Linked DNA regions of Zea mays: region 1 is linked to region 2. A link is a contact called in public Hi-C data. All regions are on one chromosome and are shown on one strand. Each heading gives the region's core, a stretch centred on a gene start, on an enhancer-like site or on the middle of the called end of the contact. The rest is flanking DNA. Distances are from core to core; before and after follow the strand shown.

Region 1 (5,173 bases), core at 1,633-4,132, 730 kb before region 2:
CCTGAGTCACTAACAGGCAAATTCCCAATGAAGACCTATTAAGCCGACTTGACATGACACTGAGGGGCAGGGTTTCGAATGCTGGTGCTCCCTTATCTTACTCTGCATGGAATTTGCCTCCGCATAGTCCCTTCTCTGACTTTGTCTCCAATCCTCCTGCTCAAGATGGTAGCTCGGGCCATAGAGTGCGGCCCTCCGCAGAGGACATTGAGGCCTTGATTGCTCCCCTTCGGAATCTTCCCGAGGTTGAGAAACAAACTCATTTCGAGATGCCATCCAGTACCGATGATGCTGAAATGGATGCCATTCTTAGCCTGCTGGTCGGAGAATCTTTTGACTTAGCCCGCACTAAGCCGATGACAATTGCGACTGGGCAAGAGTTTGGCGAAGATGAGGAAATCCAGAAACCTGAAGGTGCCCACCGGAAGCGTTCATGCCAAGTGAACCATCCAGCTGCACCTATCGAGGAGAAGAAGAAGAAAAGGCGACTCCGGCAGTTGTCATGCCTGGCGTGCACCATCCCCGAGGACAATGTTGGAGGTAGTGATGATGCTCAGGCTGCTGGCGGTGTGATTGATGAGGAAGAAGAGGAGGAAGAAGAAATTCCACTAATCCGCAAGAATAGTCGTCACCACAGGGGCAGCGACATTCCTGCGCAAGACTTGTGAGCACTTGTCATCCTTCAAGGGTTGTCAATATCCTATTTTGACTAAGCGCTGGAAGAGGTCATCCTTGAAGACATTCTATTAGAGCCTCGTGAAGCTGACATTCCCACCATCTATTCAGAGGTCCCAGATGATGGTCTTCTCCCGCATGATTCTGCCGGGCAAGAGACAACCTGGTTGGTTTCTCGTGCCTCGTCGACCTTAGAGGGCGGTCTTCCTTGCGAGAACACTTATCTGAGTCACCCGACTCCTATGGACGTGGCTGAGGAATCTTCAGCCCTAGAGGTGGCTGCTGCGGTGGGCCCAGCCCACGAGGGTGTTGGGGCAGGGTCCCCTCTGCTGCTTCTATGGACGTCCACGTTGGATCGCCCCCAGTCCGATCCGAGGAGGATGCGGTGACACATCTTTCTACGGCTCTCGTTGGTCTGGTCACTTTAGAAGCCAGTGAACCAGACGCTAGGAGCCTGCTGCCTGCTGATGGGGTCGAAGTTCCTCCGAGTCATGCATCAACTCTTCCTACTTTGGGTCTTCCCCTGTTCCTCTCCAATCTTCAGGTGAATCAACTTTCGCTTTTTTACTGTTCCTGCTGGCGAACTAGTTTTTTTACTTATCTTTCCATGGTCATAGGATGTTCTTGGTGGTGTATCTGCCCAACTGAGATCCTGCAGTGCTCGTATCCCCGATCAAGTTTTGTCTCTGATGCAGTGGAACCCTCTACTGCTCAAAAACAGATAGATGACCTAAAGGCATCAAATATTGGTTAGTGAGCCCACAGTTTCCTTATTCACTTTCATTACTTAGTTTATTCTAAGTCATGCGCTCTTCTTCTGCTGCTTTATCAGATTTGGCTCGGCGATGCTCTGATATTGAAGAGAAGTATTCTCAGAGCCAGGCCAACTTAATCCAAACTTCTGCTTTCCTGGATGGTGCTCGCTCTCTGAACTCCTCTCTGAATGCACATCTCGACTCCGAGAAGATGGCAAATGAGGTAAACTTCCTTGGCTGCTCCTGTTTTGCCCTCCTTGATTCAATGCTTAGTGTTGTTCTTGCTTGCAGGAAGAGAAACGAGCACTCGTTGCATCTCGTGTTAATCTAGATAGGCTTTATCGTGATGCTAGTAACTCCTTGACCATCCTGGAGAGGAGCCATCGCTTTACTATGTCTGACTTAGACCATCATCACAACGAGCTGCGGGCTTCTCAGGATGAAGTCTCTCGACTCGACAAGTTGTTGTCCACCAAGGATTCCACCATCTAGGAGCTGCGTGCTTCCAAGAAGCTTGTCACGCATGAGCTGGAGGCCGCCCGTCTCACTGTCAAGGCCTTGGAGGATGACTGTGTCGTCTTGAAGGCTCAGCGTGACAGGGCCATGGATAAGGCCATTTGCGCTGGGCGGATCCTGATGAGGAGACCCGGTGTCGTGGTGCCTGTTGATATCGTCGCTAATGTCATGGTCGCGCCTGACACCGCAAGCCGTCCATCTTCCTCTTGCTCCTGCAAAAGATGATGCCTGCAGGGATACTTCAGCGCAATGATTTTCCTGAAAAACACTTGTTTACCGAGTTAGCATCTTTTAGAGAAAAGGTGTAATGTGAGTTCTTGTATGAGCACAACAGTTATGTTTGTACCGATTGTTCCGTGGGTAGGGTGTTGAAAAACACCCCTGGCACTATAAGCGTAATATTTCTTTTTTCGAAGTATTCCCGATTTGAGTTGACTATTTTGCTATTAGGGTATAGTGATCACACTGAATCATGTGAGCGTGAGCATGTCGGACCGACTTAAGGCGTTTCCGACTTAAGTCGATTGCTCCGTTAGTAGGGTATAGTGATCAACCTAAGTCATGTTAGCATGAGCATGTCGCACCGACTTATGGCGTTTCTGACTTAAGCCGATTGCTCCGTTAGTAGGGCATGAGCTGTGGAGAGAGCTAACCTTGTCTTGAGCACAAGAACTACAAGACCACGCGAGGACACTGGCTGGATCTCGAAGACAGGGGGAGTACTCCACTGAACAAAGCCTTTAGGCACCGAGCAAATAGGCAAGGGGGTGGTGGTGGTCACTGAGCTCATCCACAACTCAGCGCAAGAATAAAAGGGATGCCAACACAGCATGAGCTCACTTATGTGGCTCCCAAGCACTAGCTCCACGCACCTTCACAGATACCTCCAAGACACTGCACTTGGTCTGGTTTCAGCACAAATATCTCTTTCTCCAGGAACTAGTCATGGAGGAGAGCAGATAAGGACTCCCACGGGATAGGCTCAAATGATCCCATACTTGATATTCTCTGCTTGGGGGTGAAGCCACTAATATCCCTGCTGTCCAACCTGCAGGCAGTGAACAAAACAAACTAGGATCCTGCTGCTCACAGCTCACAAAATAGTCCAAATTGGATGATTAAGTTGTCTCTAGATCTTTAGTGAGGCATTCTAACTTCATCCCTATCCAAGTACACAGGTGAGAGCAGTAGGGGTGATCTTCTTCAGAAATCTGTCCCGACACTGAAATAGATTGCAACAGCACTACTGCTCCACTCTACCCCTCCCTGTTTAGTCACTGTTATCTCACAAGTTCACATGGCAAGAGGCCTTACTTTCTTAACTAAAACATTCCCCAACTATAGCTCTATCATCTTTGTACAACACCCGAAGGCTGCAACTACACATAACACAAGTTATGGGCACCAAACTGGAGCCCAAAAGCACTGAAAAATACAGTTTCAGCTTAACTGAAACAGCCCAAAACAGTCTGTCAGAGGGAGTTTAGATGCATTCTACTCCACAATTTGCATGGCACTAGGTCCATCTTACTTTAGGAAACTTGTACCTCTTTATTTGTTCTCTAATTTCACTATATGATTCTCAGTCCAATTCTGAATGGTCACATTAGTGCCCCAAACTGGGTATCAAGCACTGAAATTTTGGTTTCAGCAAACTGAACTGAGTTCAGTCACAACCACTCTGACAGAGAAGATTGGGATATACTTTACTCCTAGGTTTATGTAGAACCAAGTCCAACCCTCTGTATGAAACTTGTTCTCTCTGCTATGGGCTCCAACGTTTCTATGGAAACTTTAGTCCAAAACGACTTGGATTGATCACAAATGAGCTCCAAATTGCGCACCATTTACTGAATTTTAGTTTTAGTTAACTGAACCAATTTCAGTCACCAGTAACCCAACAACCCATTTTCAGTCAATATTTTCTCCACTTTTTGTGTAAGATCATATCCATCACCCTTAAATAGATTTGTACACCAACTTTTGGTCTTAAATTCCTATATTGAGGCCCTAGTTCAAAACCTTATGGATTATGCACAAGGAAGCTCCAAAGTCCGTCACAATCACTGAAATTCAGACTTAGGCACTATTCCAGATCTGAAAATTCAGAGTTCAGCCAACACCACTTTGAACCACCTTTACTCCTATTAGCATATGGTTTTAGGGGCATCCCACCTAATAAAGTTTGTTCTCCTATAGTTATACTACAAGTTTGTCATAGTGACCACAATCTATAACTCTATGGACAGGGCAGTAGAGAGCTCCAAATTTGAGCAAAACACACTGAAATTCAGACTTGGACAATTACACCAAGTCTGAAATCCAAACCTGTCAGCCCCTCTTTGGACAAGTTTTACTCCTAATTCCATATGGCTTTAAGGTTAAGTAACTTAAGAAAGTTTGTACACCTAAGGTAGCCCTACAACTTTGCTACAGTGACCAGTACAAAATGTCTAGAAATTAAAAGTTATAACAGCCCAAAGTTAGCTAATTGACATTATTTTCAGCAAATCCCAATTTGCACCAAAACTGAATTTTAGCAGTTTACTCCAATTTTTCCTATAAAACTTGGACATCTCCACACATGGAAGTTGTTCAACTTTTCAAGATTTACCACTTTGGTATATGGACTTTCAGCAACTTCTCTCTAGATTTTGATTTTCACTTTTTGGGCTAGTTTAGGGTTTCAATTGAAATTTTGGACCTAGTAAAATGCATTTGCATTCTAGGTGTATCAAGCAAAATGATGCTGATGCATCGGATGACATGTCAAAGTTTCAGTTATTGTAACGCCAGTTGTGTTACATTGGCCTATACTAACATCAAGGTACTAAGAATCTTTACTTTGATGTAGCTTCAAGAAATTTTGTATTTTGACTAAACCATTTTTGTATTGATGATGAAGGTCTAATGCTAAGTAAAACCTTAAGGATACAACAAGAGAAGGAAGAAAATGAACTTACTACACTTCTAGATGAAGTTGCAGAAATTTGGAAATCCTTAGAGGAGAAAGAAGCAGAGATAACATCCTTAAAGGAAAAGGTAAACAAAGTTGAAAAGAAGAATGAAGCAGCAAAAGTGCATAATGCTGATATTACGAAGATGAAGAAATAAGACGAATCAATCAATGAGCTTCAGACCAGTCTCGAAGCTAGAAAAGAGAATATTGTCAACAAGGATATGGTAAATTAGAAGTTATTGGAAACTTTAAGGCAGCTTTGGGATAA
Region 2 (5,526 bases), core at 548-3,047:
TCGATCGCACTCTGGCCATTTTGATGGATTTTCTACAGTTTGACGAAGCTACCCGTTTGACGAAGTTATCCTTAAACAATGAAAGCGTTCGCTTCAAGGCGTAACACACAAAGCTTTGGCTATGGTTAAATTTTTTAACAGCACAACAGTGCAATGGCAATGAATGTTCTGGTAACTCTTCACCAACCCGTCTGTTTATATAGTGCTGTAGGTGGGAAGGCGAACCGACAGATCGCCTGCACTGGATGAACGGTGGACCACTCGGCGCTTGGAATATTATAATCGTTTCTCAGCAACGAGCTCAGGGAAGGTGTTTTTCGGACCTTCGGCATTCCGAAGCCTTCGAGTTTTTCGCGGATCGAGCTCGTTACGAAAAACGATCTAGCACCGCGAAGGGGCTACTATTTGGGGCCTTCTTCTCCGCCGAAGGTCCTCTAAGCAAAAACACCTTCGGAAAGATAACATGCAAGCAGGCGCGACATAAAGATGTATGCCGAAGTTGTAACTAAAAGAGCTTCGGCATGATGACACGCTTGAGACGAAGGGTGGCACCAACTTAAAGAGGAAAAGACTACATAGTCCCTGATAGTTTGAGTCATAGTCATGATTAGTTTTTAGGGACATGAATGTAATTTTGTCCGGGCTGTGTCTCGTGCCTATAAATAGATGAACAGTACCATCGTACTGTTCACGCTGACTTGTAATCACTCGCACGTCACTCCTGGATTCTTACCTTCTGTCAAGCCGAATGTACAAATGTAATTCAATATCATTAATGTTTGTTCATGATCACATAATGAAAATATAAATAATCTAATGATTTGATATGATCATTCATGTTCTTTATATGTCCCATATGTTCCTGCTTTTTATTACTACATATTGAAGATTATAAAGGTTTGTCCTTCATAACCTTCGTCTGAAGATCATTATATCCTAATCGAGATAATGTTTCGAAGGACGAAGGTCTTTAACGATTAACATTTGTGTTAACTTGTTCTTAACTCATACCATTTGAGAACAAGTGACCAACACTCAACTTGATAAATATGATGTCACTCTTGTAATGATACTCTGTTCTGGAAATGAAGTTTTATTATGATGTTAACCCGATGGTTAAACAAGAACATTTTGTGTTAAATGGAACATGTAGTGACCACCCAGATAACACTGCAACTACAAGTGCTATAATGACTCTGGCTTTGTTAATTAGCTCTATAGACTTAGTGCTTAGCAACCCTACCTGAAAGATGGGTGTAACACTAAAAATCCTATTTTGAATTTATTCTTCGAAGATCTAAATAATAGGTGGTTCCTAATAAAAAAATGAGGAGATCCTTGTGTAAGTTCAGTATGAAATAACGCCCTTATAAATGTCCTTAAAAAATTCAAATTAAATTCTATTATAACAAAGATTTTTCCGTACAAATTATTTTTACTAAAAATATATAACGATTATTAAATTCTAAAGTAAAATTTTAATTCGACTTCACATGAACAAGATGTGTATGCGTTGCATATTTTAGAAAAAAATAAGTTTCCAAATGAATAAAATAGTTAATATAAATAAAACTGAATTGCTGGGATTTATGTATGAGCATTTGTAATAGGATTTGAACTTGGTTTAAATCTAGTTTGGAATTGGAATTAGAGAAATTGAAACAGAAAAAAAAGGGTGAATCCTGCCCCTAACGTGAGCAAGCTACCGCTCGGCCCACCTGCTCAATGCTAGTGCAGCCCACGCACGTCTCTTTTTTTTTGTTGTTTTTTCTATATTTTATGATTTCTGGCTGGAGCTGCGTCATGCTGATGTGAGGGCTGCCGTCATGTCATGTGGCCACCAAATATCCTGCTTCCATGGTCGCTGCTCAGGGGCCCTTTTGACAGCTCGTCTTCTACCCCAAAGTCCTTGGTGGTTGAGCGAATAAATTTCTGTTCTAAACTTCCGCCTCGGTTACCGAATTTCTAGTCTAATTCATTGTAGTCAGTTCATAGGATATAAGAACCGGCCATCTCGGTCCTCTTAAACCCTAACCCATAAGCGCCTGTCTGGGTAGCTCTGGCGTCACAAACAGCCGCCATCTACTCAAGCCGCTAAAGCCGCATACAGAGAGAGTTCGCCGCCGAGCATTGAGAAAGAGAGTTGGTACCGTGCTGGGCACCATCATCACCGAAGTGATCTACGACATCTAACGCGGCGAGGACTCGCTAGGTCGTATCATGGTCTTTTCCACTTGATAGGTTTGGCGCTTTGTATCTAATAGATAACCACCAACACATACCTTTTTACATGTAAGATATACAACACAAATTTAACAGTAGATACAATCATGTTAAGTTAGTAATGGCTAGGTCATTCATTTGTAAACAAATCTTTCCCACCATCATGTCACTTATTTTTGTGCAACCCTACTAATTTATTAAAAATATGATATCTTTTAGATCAAATAATTTATTTTAATCTGTTTAAGTTGTGTTAGGTTCATATTAATTTTTGCGTACATAATAATAACATTGTTTTAATTATGCCACATATTTTAATTAATTAGTTAATTAATTATTTCACTAATGTTAATTAGCTAGATAATATGTTAATCTAATTTATAGTTCTAACCTACGAATTTTGTAAATAATTGTTAATGATTAATATCAACTCAAATACTTTAAGTTAATACATGCTTAGTTTAAATACAATATCTGTTAGATCGCATCTATTAAATTTATTGCGCCTAAAATACCGTTGTATCCATAAATTCTTCGTTTTAACTCCGATTTAGTCCGTTCAAGTTGCGTTAGTCTCGTATTAAATTTATCTATGCAATAACAACATTATTTACAACATATTACTTACTTTTATATTGTTTATCCTATGATTATTGATTCATCTTGCTAATCAAAGTTAAATGTCCATGATTATAACCTGACTAAAAATACAACCAATAATCAAGTTATATCACTGATTAAAGTTTAATTAACTCTCACATTATTTGTATTAATTAAAATTAAATTTATCTTTTATTTTTTAATCACCTAAATTTTTGGAAAATTATATCCTTTTAAATCGTAACTCCGAATTTAGTGATTCTCGAGCCCACAATCTCATAGCAACGCATAGATTATTATTCTGCAACTTATTCTTATATTTGGTGTGATGCTAATTTTATCTATACCATGTTTGTTTGTATTGCTACGACTAGCAGTGAGGTCACGAGTCATCTGAAGATCATCCTGGTACCTGGAATCTCAAGTCCCAGACAAGTTGTGCCCTTGATCACTTCTTTTTACCCAATCATGTTCTTATTAATCATAATGATCTGCATAGGTTAATTTTGATAGGACCCAATAGGTTACCCTAGTTTGACTATATTTATACCTTGTTTACCACTGAATTTTTGGGTAGTACATACTATTGCATTATGTGGTTTTGGGTATAGAGATATACATTATTCATGATCACACTTTTATTATCAGTTTGTTATTTATTGTTCATGATAAGATCATTATGTTAATTGGAACATGGAGAACCACCAGGGAAAATAGTGCCACAAGGGTGGTATGGGACGCCCTTAGCTGACTAATTAGGAAAGCTAGTGAAGGACTACCTTACCCGAAAGGGGCAATGGCAGTAGGGGAGTGTGAGAGCACCTAGAGGGGGGGTGAATAGGTGATCCTATAAAAACTTAAAACTTAAAGCCACAAAACTTGATTAAGTGTTAGCACAATGAAATCAAGTGGCTAAGGACTGAGCTCTTGCGAAACACAATAGTCACAGTGAGAACAAGCACAAGAGACATGATGGTTTATCCCGTGGTTCGGCCAAGTACAACACTTGCCTACTCCATGTTGTGGCGTCCCAATGGACGAGGGTTGCACTCAACTCCTTTCAAGCGATCCAAAGATCCACTTGAATACCACGGTGTTTTTCTTTCTTTCACTATATCCCGTTTGCGAGGAATCTCCACAACTTGGAGCCTCTCGCCCTTACAAATGATGATCACAAAGAAGCACGGATGTAAGGGAGGGAAAAGCAACCCACACAAGTCTCAAAAGCAACAGCACAAACACGCACACTAGTCACAACTTGAGCTCTAAGTTCACACACGGAGTTCTCAACTCAAGAGGAGCTCAAATTGCTATCACAAAGAATCAAATGCGCTAGAATGAAGTCTTGGTGCGTAGAGATGATCAAAGAATGCTTGTATTTCTCCTCCATGCGCCTAGGGGCCCCTTTTATAGCCCCAAGGCAGCTAGGAGCCGTTGGAGACATTCTAGGAAGGCAATTCTTGCCTTCTGTCGGGTGGTGCACCGGACAGTCCGGTGCACCACCGGACATTCACTGTTCAGTGTCTGGTGTAGATCACCTTCCTAAATTGGCGCAACCGATCGTTAAAGATTTGGAGCCGTTGGCGCACCGGACACTGTCCGGTGCACACCAGATAGTCTGGTGCCCCCATCAGACCGTTGGCTCGGCCACGCATCACGCGCGGATTGCGCGGCCGACCGTTGACTCACCGGACAGTCCGGTGCACCACCGGACAGTCCTGTGAATTTTAGTCGTACGCCGCCGACGAATTCCCGAGAGCGGCCAGTTGACCAGACGCCAGCCTGGCGCACCGGACACTGTCCGGTGCTCCACCGGACACTATCCGGTGCACCGCCGGACAGTCCGGTGCACCTAGACTGCGCAGAGTCTTGGCTGCTCCACCCAAGTCTTTTTCCTTTTGTATTTTCTCTGATTCTAGCACTTAGACAAATATGTTAGTACACAAAAACCAATGTACTAAGTCTAGAATTGTACCTTTGTATTGATTTTCACTTCATCCACCATTTGGCACTTATAAATACTTAGGACAATTGTGTTGGACCCTTAATCACCAAAATACTTAGAAATGTCCCAAGGGCACATTTCCCTTTCAATCTCCCCCTTTTTGGTGATTTATGCCAACACAACACAGAGCAACACATAGAAGTGCAACATTAATGCAAATAAGAACAAGAATTGTTTTTTATTCAAATTTGGCATATTTGGATCATTCTTTGCCACCACTTGGTTTGTTTTTGCAAATCAAACTCAATTTCCTATCTCTAAGTCAAACACACTTGTTAAGTCATAAAGAGAAGTATTCCAAGAGAAATTGATCAAAGATTCAAAAACTCCCCCTTTTTGCCATAATCAAACATTCTTCCCACAAAATACCAACTTTTGATAAAAAGAGACACTTAGAGTATTTTGACAAATCAAAACTTCTAACTCTACTATTTTCAAAATTCTCAAGTGGTAGCTGATCCATTTGCTTGCTTTGGCCTTAATTTCTCCCCCTTTGGCATCAAGCACCAAAACGGGATCATTTTTGGCCCTTTAACCTCATTGCCTCACCAAAATCTTCAATTAGGAGTAAAAAGGCAATAAGAGCATGGAGATGAACTTGGAGTAAATTACCCTCTCATCGGAGTGCAGTGGAAGTCTTTCATGGTCCAAGTCCACCTTTCCCTTTCAATCCACTTTTGAGACTAGAACAAGTAAAC

The links. A called contact is a pair of places that touch in the nucleus more often than the background predicts.
Region 1: a Hi-C map of leaf shows a contact between it and region 2, with 10 times the contacts expected there. The contact joins two enhancer-like sites. A contact is called at or near these places in 2 of 25 Hi-C or Micro-C datasets (ear and leaf).

Annotation. Positions count from the first base shown.
Region 1 is chr3:73,540,305-73,545,477 of Zm-B73-REFERENCE-NAM-5.0, reverse strand. No RefSeq gene overlaps it. Among protein-coding and RNA genes, the nearest start is that of LOC103650206, 9.3 kb to the left of the region's middle. Within about 2 kb of position 2,882, at least 2 of the 20 cell types and tissues checked have an H3K27ac peak or open chromatin away from gene starts, as enhancers often do. A contact at or near this core is called in leaf, where this site is marked.
Region 2 is chr3:72,810,927-72,816,452 of Zm-B73-REFERENCE-NAM-5.0, reverse strand. No RefSeq gene overlaps it. Among protein-coding and RNA genes, the nearest start is that of LOC103650202, 100 kb to the right of the region's middle. Within about 2 kb of position 1,797, at least 15 of the 20 cell types and tissues checked have an H3K27ac peak or open chromatin away from gene starts, as enhancers often do. A contact at or near this core is called in leaf, where this site is marked.